Linked DNA regions of Mus musculus: region 2 is linked to region 1. A link is a contact called in public HiChIP or PLAC-seq data. All regions are on one chromosome and are shown on one strand. The core of a region is the stretch at or near the end of the contact, and the rest is flanking DNA. Distances in the headings are between cores, read along the strand shown. Region 1 overlaps Parvb (parvin, beta). Region 2 overlaps Shisal1 (shisa like 1).

The links. HiChIP or PLAC-seq counts read pairs in DNA pulled down with a chosen protein or histone mark.
Region 2: an HNF4G HiChIP or PLAC-seq map of pancreatic cancer cells shows a contact between it and region 1. The contact joins two enhancer-like sites. A contact is called at or near these places in 2 of 15 datasets of contacts at CTCF or cohesin (large pre-B cells and pro-B cells), 5 of 484 Hi-C or Micro-C datasets (the HL-1 cell line, the N1E-115 cell line, forebrain and 2 more), 4 of 115 datasets of contacts at active chromatin or transcription factors (acute myeloid leukemia, embryonic basal ganglia, embryonic midbrain and 1 more) and 1 of 9 other capture datasets (embryonic stem cells).

Annotation. Positions count from the first base shown.
Region 1 is chr15:84,292,506-84,296,804 of GRCm38.p6, reverse strand. It overlaps Parvb (parvin, beta), which reads right to left. Exons shown (of 13, transcript NM_133167.3): 6 at 3,908-4,023; 7 at 1,190-1,248. Among named protein-coding and RNA genes, the nearest start is that of Gm22890, 29 kb to the left of the region's middle. Within about 2 kb of position 1,779, at least 15 of the 459 cell types and tissues checked have an H3K27ac peak or open chromatin away from gene starts, as enhancers often do. A contact at or near this core is called in the N1E-115 cell line and pancreatic cancer cells, where this site is marked.
Region 2 is chr15:84,410,939-84,415,237 of GRCm38.p6, reverse strand. The region is part of intron 3 of Shisal1 (shisa like 1); the gene reads left to right. Among named protein-coding and RNA genes, the nearest start is that of Gm46527, 18 kb to the left of the region's middle. Within about 2 kb of position 2,562, at least 130 of the 459 cell types and tissues checked have an H3K27ac peak or open chromatin away from gene starts, as enhancers often do. A contact at or near this core is called in the N1E-115 cell line and pancreatic cancer cells, where this site is marked.

The DNA of each region.
Region 1 (4,299 bases), core at 530-3,029:
ACCCCCTCCCCAACTATCTGCCTTCCCCTGGGAACTACATGGAACAGAACACACACACATCCCAGAGCACACTGCCATGTCTTCAGCTTATCTGTCAGCCCACTCTCCATGCCTGATGGATTCTGTTCCAGTCAGCTGTGGAAAGGCCATACTGAATACACAGTCAGTCTTAGCGTCTCTGTGAACAGAATTGGTGAGCTAGCTGACACCGTCCATGTTTTAAACACTGAAACCGGTTTCTTCAGAAGGATCAGAGGTGTCGAGTTCCTCCGGTCCATCCTGGGGTACCGTGGGCCCTCACACATGGTACACTATCTGGTTGGCTATTAGGATCAAGTTTCTCTAGGCTTTTGAAAAGTATGGCTTGCTCAAAGAGACCAGAGGACTCAACAGTGTCCACCTTAGGACAGTTCTGACTGATCACATGGTAGCTCCCTCTAAGAGAGCAACTGTTGATAGACAAGGGGAGAGGAAAACTAGAAAACAAGCAGGACTTGACTGGCCAGTGTGAGCGTGAGTCTCGGTGGCTATCCTGAGCTAACACACCTGGCACCCTGACATTCCTTTAATTTTTTTTTAATTGTGTATAATGTATATGGTGTGTGTGTGTGTGTGTGTGTGCGTGTTGTATGTGTGTGTTGTATGTGTGTGTGTGTGTGAGTTGTATTTTTGAGGCAGGGTCTCTCACTGAACCTGAGACACACTGATTTGGGTAGAAAGACTAACCAATGGGCTTCAGAGATCCACCCGTCTCTGCCACCCCCATGATGGAGTTATAGATACATAACCCTGTCCCTGAATTGTGTGTGTGTGAGTGTGTGTGTGTGTGTGTGTGTGCGCGCGCGCGTGTTTAACATAGGTGCTGAGTATCGGGTCCCTCATGCTCACACAGTGAGCACTTCACTGACTAACCCATCCCTTCAGTTCACCTCCTAAAATAAGGAATGAGAGACTCTCTTTGAGGTGAGAGACGGACATGGGAAGCCCAAGAGGGACTGTGTGGAGAAAGAAGGCAGGCAAGTCACTCCACAAAAAAAGCACACACTAAGACTAAAGAGTATGGAGGAATGAACACAGGCTCCCCCAGGCTAGTGTCCCGGGCTGAAGCCAGGGCCTTGGGCCTGAGGCCTTGCATGAGGCATGGGTCCCTGAGGTACAGAACCCTGAGGAGCGGCTGCCATCCACTTACTCTGTGGTCGTGGTCAGCTCCTCTGAGATGTGGCTGGAGTGCAGCAAGCCTTCTCGCTTCTGAAAACCCCAAAGCAAACAAATCATCAAGACAGACAGACCACGGAGCAGGGGCAACACAGAGGACAAACACTGATCTCATGGGAAATCCCTTCATGGTGACCCTGGGCAGGACGCCAGCCTAGAAAGGGAGAACCATGTGCCCCAGTGCACACTTCACGCCTGGACGGGTATACTCCAGACGACACGAGGGACTACCCTCACATTGTTCTCCGTGGTACCCTGGGATATGGTCACTAAGCAAAGCTTGGGAGAAACATTCCAGGCAAGAAACACCAACTAGAGACCATATTCTGCGGTTGAGGCAGGAGAGATGGGTAGTTCATGAGTCATGTGGGGTGGGGGTGGGGGGACAGGACTCCAGAGAAAGAACATGTGGGCACTTGCTCAAACGGGATCCCCCAAACATGTCTACCCAGGATGTTGGAACCTGCTTTTCCTTCTCGGCTTCCAATACTAGTTAAGAATGGCCACATAGTGGTGAGCTCTGCAGCTGGGGTGAGTGGGATACCCCAAAAGGAAAAAGTAGAAACAGAGAGGGCCGTGGCAGTGCACGAACATGGACACTGAACACAGCCAGCCTTGGCAGAAACAGAACAGGGTAAAGAGAGCTGCTTTCCTAAAGTCCGGAAGTGCTGGGAGGAGAAATCCACCCGCCATTGGAAGCTCCAGTTAGTAGTGGTCCTTCATCCCGGCAACTCTGGCAGGCACACGGGGCAGTGGTAGGACAGCAGAGATGATGGCAGATAGCAGCCCGCATACACTGGAAGTTCCCAGAGGCCAGCCAAAGTAGCCATAACCGCAGGTCCCTGCTTGAAGCTCCTGAGGGACAGGAACCTGAGTCCTATCCAGGCAGCCCTCTCACCCTTCCCTGAGCTGGCTCTAGGGATCTTGTAGACTGGTCCTGGTGAACAAGTAAATGCAACTGGGGACGTCATATGGCTCATCCCAGTCTCATTCTGACTGGCACTCAACAGAGCCTGCCAAGGAAGACTCTGGGTATTGGGTTCGCTTATTTGCATAGGCATGAATGAGGTGCCTGTTGGTTGCCGGGCTTTGGTAAACTGGGAACCGGATAATTGAAAGGTTAGCAACATCACTCCGAGTCTGTAGGCCGATCACCGCAGCCATGAGAAATCCTTCCATTGCTGGGGGGGGGGGCGGGGGGGGGCTAAGCAAGGCTTGGGGTGGGGGTGGGGGGGTAAGCAAGGCTTGGATCTCATGCCTTCCAGCCTCGCATGGCCTCATTTCAAATAAGTTGGTGGGCCACCCGAGCGAGCGAACGAGCGAGCGAGCACACAGACAGTCTGGAGGACCTCAGGAGAGGCAGTAGACACTGGGAGGCTGAGAGGCTGCCATCCAGTTGAATCTCCTTGCCCAGTTTCTTTTCCTTTGGACTCAATGCAGACAACCCCGGAATCCCAGTCAAGGCGCAGCAAGCTGGAGGGGGCTTGCAAGGGCAGTCAGATTTTCCAAAAAACCCCCAGCTTGTCTTGGACCAGTGTGCAAGACTGAAAGAAAATACCCAGATGGTGAGCCCGCTCAGTACTCTTGAGGCCTGGACTGACGTAGGTAGGTTTAGGAACCGTTTTCCCATGTGTCCTTGGGAAGACTTTCCCGGCCCGCTGCCTAGGAGCCAGCAGCCAAGTCTAGGGCCGCAGGAATGGTCCCCCTGAGTTTGCGTCACTCTCGCTGACCACAAATATCCTGATGGGGAAGGAAGCAGGGAGAAATGGCAGGTGACCTTCCGCTTAATGTCAGACACGGGGCTTTCCCGGCAGGGTACCACTAAGCTCCCAGGGCAGTAGAGAGGTCGGAATGGCTTCAGAAAACACAGGCTCAGCCAGGTCCCAGTGGACCACAGACCACAAAACAGATAAGTTAAAAATCCAGAGAACAGAGTGTAGCTGAATGTCTCCAGACACATAAACACCGACATACAGGTCCCAAGTGTGACCTCAGCCCTTTGGCAGATAAGGTGTCTCTTCCAGGCCAAAACTGGTTATCCTCACCCAGGGTCCCCAGCAGTTCAGGCAAATGTCTGGCACCCAGTAGGTGCTTAATACGTGGTTCCTGGTAAAATTGTGCACAGGAACCAAACCCGGCCAGCACCTGTGTGCTTGAACACTAAAACACAAGACAGTCCTCACAGCAGATCCATGCCTGTCCCCCACTCCCCCGTTAGCAGGACCCCAGGTCCTGGCTCCCTTCTCTGAGTAAATCAAGAGAAATGAACCTAAAAAAAGAAATAATGGAGGATGATGGCTTATAATACGGAGCAAATGTGGAGAGCCTTTAATTTGGGCGTCTATTTCATTCTGCCGGTCACAGCCTCCTCCAGTGAGTAATAAGCACGTTCAAGGGGATTGAATTCCGACTCGGTGGCTTTGGGAAGAAATGAACGCTCTCTCCAGAAATCTGGGAAATTAAACCTCAACGCCCGTGTGCCGCTCTCAAAATCAACGCCATTGTCCCTGCTCCAATCATTTCTTGAAGCACCAGGGTGAGATATGCATTTTATCAAGAGGGAAAAATAAAAGGTAGGCTCTTGGGATGCAGGGGGGCGGGAAAAAAAAAAGGCTGGAAAACTACAAGAAGAAAACGTCGGCTTGCCTCGCCAGCAGAGATGGACAGAGAGACAATGGCCCTGCGTACTCACCCGAACGACCACCACCTGCACGGTGACATGCTCAGGAAGGTGAATGGGGGCCCTGAAGTGCATGGCCAGGGAGACGAGGAGATGCAGAATGGCCACTAGGTTCTTCCCATGGATAGCTGCGGGGGGGGGGGGGGGGGTAGCAAACAGAGGCCTCAGGTCAGACGGGGTAGCGAGCAAGGGACCCATCTCAAGGGTATGTCTTCTTCTTAAAGGTTTATTTACTTTATGTATATGAGTACACTGTCACTGTCTTCAGACTCACTTAAGGGAACGTCAGATCCCATTACAGATGGCTGTGAGCCACCATGTGGTTGCTGGGATTTGAACTCAGGACCTTTGGAAGAGCAGTCAGTGCTCTTAACCGCTGAGCCACCTCTCTAAGCCCCTCAAGA
Region 2 (4,299 bases), core at 1,313-3,812, 120 kb before region 1:
TTTTTGTAACACCTTTTTGATCGATTCTCTCTTGTTTCCAGTTATGCCACTGGGGAGAAATAGCCCCATATCCCCCTTCCTTGCTCGTGAGGCAGGAGCTCATAGGGTGGCCCTGAACTTGCGCACTTGCACACAGCCTCCTGAGTCCTGATGCCAGCCTTACTTTCACAGTTTCTGGCTTTTGTTCGGTTATTGGTTGGTTTGGTTTTTCCAGTTGGGGTTTTCTCTGAGCAGCCTTGGCTGTCCTGGAACTCTCTCTGTAGGCCAGGCTGGTCTTGAACTCACAGAGATCCACGTGCCCCTGCTTCCCTAGCTTTTTGTTGTTCTTGGTTCTGTTTGCTTTTGGTTGGTTGGTTGGTTGGTTGGTTGGTTGGTTGGTTGGTTTTCCTTTTCCAACTGCATAGGCTAGTGTTTCTAAAACATGCCAACAGTCAGGCATTCTTATTATCCCTACATTATGGGAGGCTTCACCTCTTGCCCTGGGGATTGAAGGATTTCCCATGGTAGGAACAATGGACTGAAAGGGAATATTATGGAGTGGCTCTTGATAAGGATTATGGCAGTGCCGGGAGCAACAGGGCTGAGGAACTGAGCCTCTAGCTCCGTCTGCCTCTGGAGTTTGAGACTTTGCTACCAGACTCCGTTCCCTCTGGAGAAGGTGCCTCTTTCCTTTGGGTGGGCAGGAGATGCAGACTCTCTGACTATCATCCAAGCCTCTCCTCCTCCCACCCCGGCCAGCTCCTGAGAGCTCCTTTCTCAGCTGCACGGAGCTTCCCCTGAATATCCTGCCATCTGCTTGGGCCTCTGAATAATCCTGTGTGTGAAGTGGCTCAGCAAGCCCCGTCCATCATAGCAGGGGCTGGAACCAAGCCTGGAATTTGGCCTAAGCCTTTTGTGAGACCAGGGGCTGTTTCCATGATGGGGGAAGGGTAGTGCCAGGACTGGGGTTGAGACTCAGCGTGCTACAGGTGCCCTGGAAAAGCCAGGCAGAGGCTGGGCCCCCCACAAATAGACTTCCTCGAGGTCTGGCACCTGGGGTCTGGGAGCCTCCCTTAGAAGCCCACAGGTTTCTATAATCTGCTCCCACAGGGTTTCCCACAAAGCAGGCACAGGGGCCTGGCTGTTGCTGCTGGCTGCCAATACCCAGGGCCTTCCCCCAGAGGGAGTGGGAATGGTGATGCTCTGAAGCTTCGTTGAGTTTTTAATCCTTGGCTTTCGGAAGCACTCCAGGCGGGACAAGGCATCTGTGAGTCTCTGTGCTGTCTATCCTGCCGTGCTGGTCACAGGGACTCACAGCCACAGCTAGCTGGTTTGACACAGGAGAACAGTGGGGAATCTCAGACATCCTAGGGCTCTGGAGACCCCACCTTAGGAACTCTGGAGAGTCTTCTGGCAGAGGCAGACCTTAGAGGGAGGCTCAGGAAGGCACTCTGATGTTAGGGTCTGGTCCTCCTTCACTGTGAGATCACCTGGGCCTGGGCGGGACTATTCCAGCCTCTACCTGTCAGATGTAAGGACCAACCCACACCCACCCCGCTGACACCAGTGTCCCTTGACAGATGTGGGGCCTGCTGACCTAGGGCATCTTCCTTTGTAAGCAAGCGTCTAGCCATCTTCCTGATACTCCCTCTCCGTAGGGTGATACAGCTGGGCCCTGCTGTCTCACCACCAAGCCAGCACTCCTTCTAAGGGAGCCGAGGCAGCCAGACCTAGAAGTGAAGTCGGAATGAGTAACTCTGGGCAGACTCCTTGCAGAGGAGGAGTGGACATGGATGAGACTGGGTTAGGCCTGGCCTCCCAGGTGGGACAGGGCTTCCTAGACAAGGTCAGGGGGTGGGGTGGTGTGGGGGGTTCTCAACCAAGGGCGGGGCCTCCCAGCCAGGGGCAAGGCTTCTCAGCCAGGGGCGGGGCTTCCCAGCCAGAGGCAGGAACTCCCAATTGGTTGGGATAGGAATTCTATCCTGAAAGCTGTAAGCGGCATTTGTATCATAGAGCAAGCTATTGGGACGAGGACCCTGGGGACCTGATCAGTCCACAAAAGCCAGAATGTGGCTTGGGAGGGAATCAAGCCACACAGAGGGGCAGTGGGAGCCTTCTGTCCAGTTTCCAGGCTCAGGGGCTTTGTGGAGAGAACCCAGGCCCAGGGACCTATAGCAGGGGTTGGCTTCCAGGTGGACTCAGTTATAGAGAGGTGACAAGAGGTGAATCTTTGGGAGTCAGAAGTCGGGATGACAGCCTGAAATGTGGCCAAAGAAAGTCACTGTTACTGTAGGGTAGACTCACCGTATGGAGACAACTTGTGGATTCACTACCATTTAGGACCTTTGCCATACCAAAGTCACAGCCACCCTGACTCACTCAGCCTCAGACTCTCTGGGAGGGAGAAGAGAGGGACCAAAAACATGTGGATGAGGTTCCCTTGTCCTGGACCCCAGCAAGTTGGCAAGGGTTGAGGCTGGGGACACAGACACCCTTGATCTGTCATTCAGCCACAGGGCAGGAGGCTGGGCCTTGTCTGAAGCCAGGGAAGTTGCCCCATCTCCTGAGGCTGGAGATCCAGAATCTCAGGCCCCGCCCAATGGTTCAAGCCAGTGTGACACCCCGCCCCCCAAGAGGCTCCTCCTCCTCCACCGCAGTGAGTCAGCAGGAGGTGGGCTGGTGACCTGGTCTTATTTATTTGTGTGTTTTGGATGAACAGAGTGTTGTGTGGTGATTCCAGCTGCCTGGCAAGAAGGCAAGCCACTGAACGCGAAAAGGAGGCTGCTTTGCCAATTCCACCACCGCAGCAAGATGCCTGCTTCCAGCCCAGCAGGCAGCCAGGGGCCAAAGGAGGGCCAGCCAGGCACCCTACACCCCTCCTAGACTGGTCTTGTCCCTGACAAGTCAGGGGGGAACCTTTGCTCAGAGCCACAGGAGAAAGCAATCAGCTTTCTCTGTGTGTCTCTCTGTCTCTCTGTGTCTCTCTGTCTCTCTTGTGCTTGCATGCATGCTCTCTCTGTCTCTCTGTCTCACTCTATCTCTGTTTCTCTGTCTCTCTATCTCTCTTGTGCTTGCATGCATGCTCTCTCTCTGTCTCTCTGTCTCACCCTGTCTCTGTTTCTCTGTCTCTCTATCTCTCTTGTGCTTGCATGCATGCTCTCTCTCTCTCTGTCTCACTCTATCTCTGTTTCTCTGTCTCTCTATCTCTCTTGTGCTTGCATGTATGCTCTCTCTGTCTCACTCTGTTTCTGTTTCTCTGTCTCTCTGTCTCTCTTGTGCTTGCATGCATGCTCTCTCTCTCTCTCTCTCTCTCTCTCTCTGTCTCACTCACTCTGTCTGTCTCTCTGTCTCTCTCTTGTGCCTACCTGTATGCTCTCTCTGTGTGTCTCTCTGTCTCTCTCTTTCTTTCTCTCTCTCCCGAGGCAGGATGCCAGGCGATGGCTAGGAAAGAGGGCCTGCAGGTGTGGAGATTGGTCTCCAGAAAAAACAGAGCAGTTGGCTCTCCTGGGCCTGAATCTGGGCGGACCACTAGGTCGAACTGGGTCTGTGTTCAACACGCTGCCTCTTGACCCTGTGGTCCTGCTCTTTGGTTAAGCCTATTAGCAGCTAGGCCCAAAGAGACAGCAGCTCACCCCACTGGAACATCCCTTGACAAGGAAAATAACATTGTTTTTTATACAAGTGAGCTCCACCTCCCAGGTTACTAAACACAAGACCTGTGCCACCTATGACTGCACCAGCCGACCTCTTCCTGGAAGTGTAACTTTAGGCATGGTTTCCTGCTTGTCCGTGCCTAGACCTATTGAGGATGTCCTCAGTGATTTTTATTTGTGATTGTTTAGATACAGGGTCTCATTCTGTAGCCCAGGCTAGCCATGAACTCAAGATTCTTGTTCCTTAGTCTCCCGAGTGCTGGGGATCACAGGTGTGCACCACCACACCTGGCTTCCTCTGTGATCACAGGTGTGCACCACCACACCTGGCTTCCTCTGTGATCACAGGTGTGCACCACCACACCTGGCTTCCTCTGTGATCACAGGTGTGCACCACCACACCTGGCTTCCTCTGTGATCACAGGTATGCACCACCACACCTGGCTTCCTCTGTGATCACAGGTGTGCACCACCACACCTGGCTTCCTCTGTGCTTCACACGAGCCTGCCCTCATTGGTTTCTTCTCATCTGTTCTGTTTTGTTTGTGACGGAGTCCCATGTAGCCCAGGCTAGCTACCAACTCTCTATGTGGCCAAGGATGACTTTGAAGGCCTAATCGTCCTGCCTCTACCTTCCAAAAGCTGAGATTAGAGGCATGTGTCACCA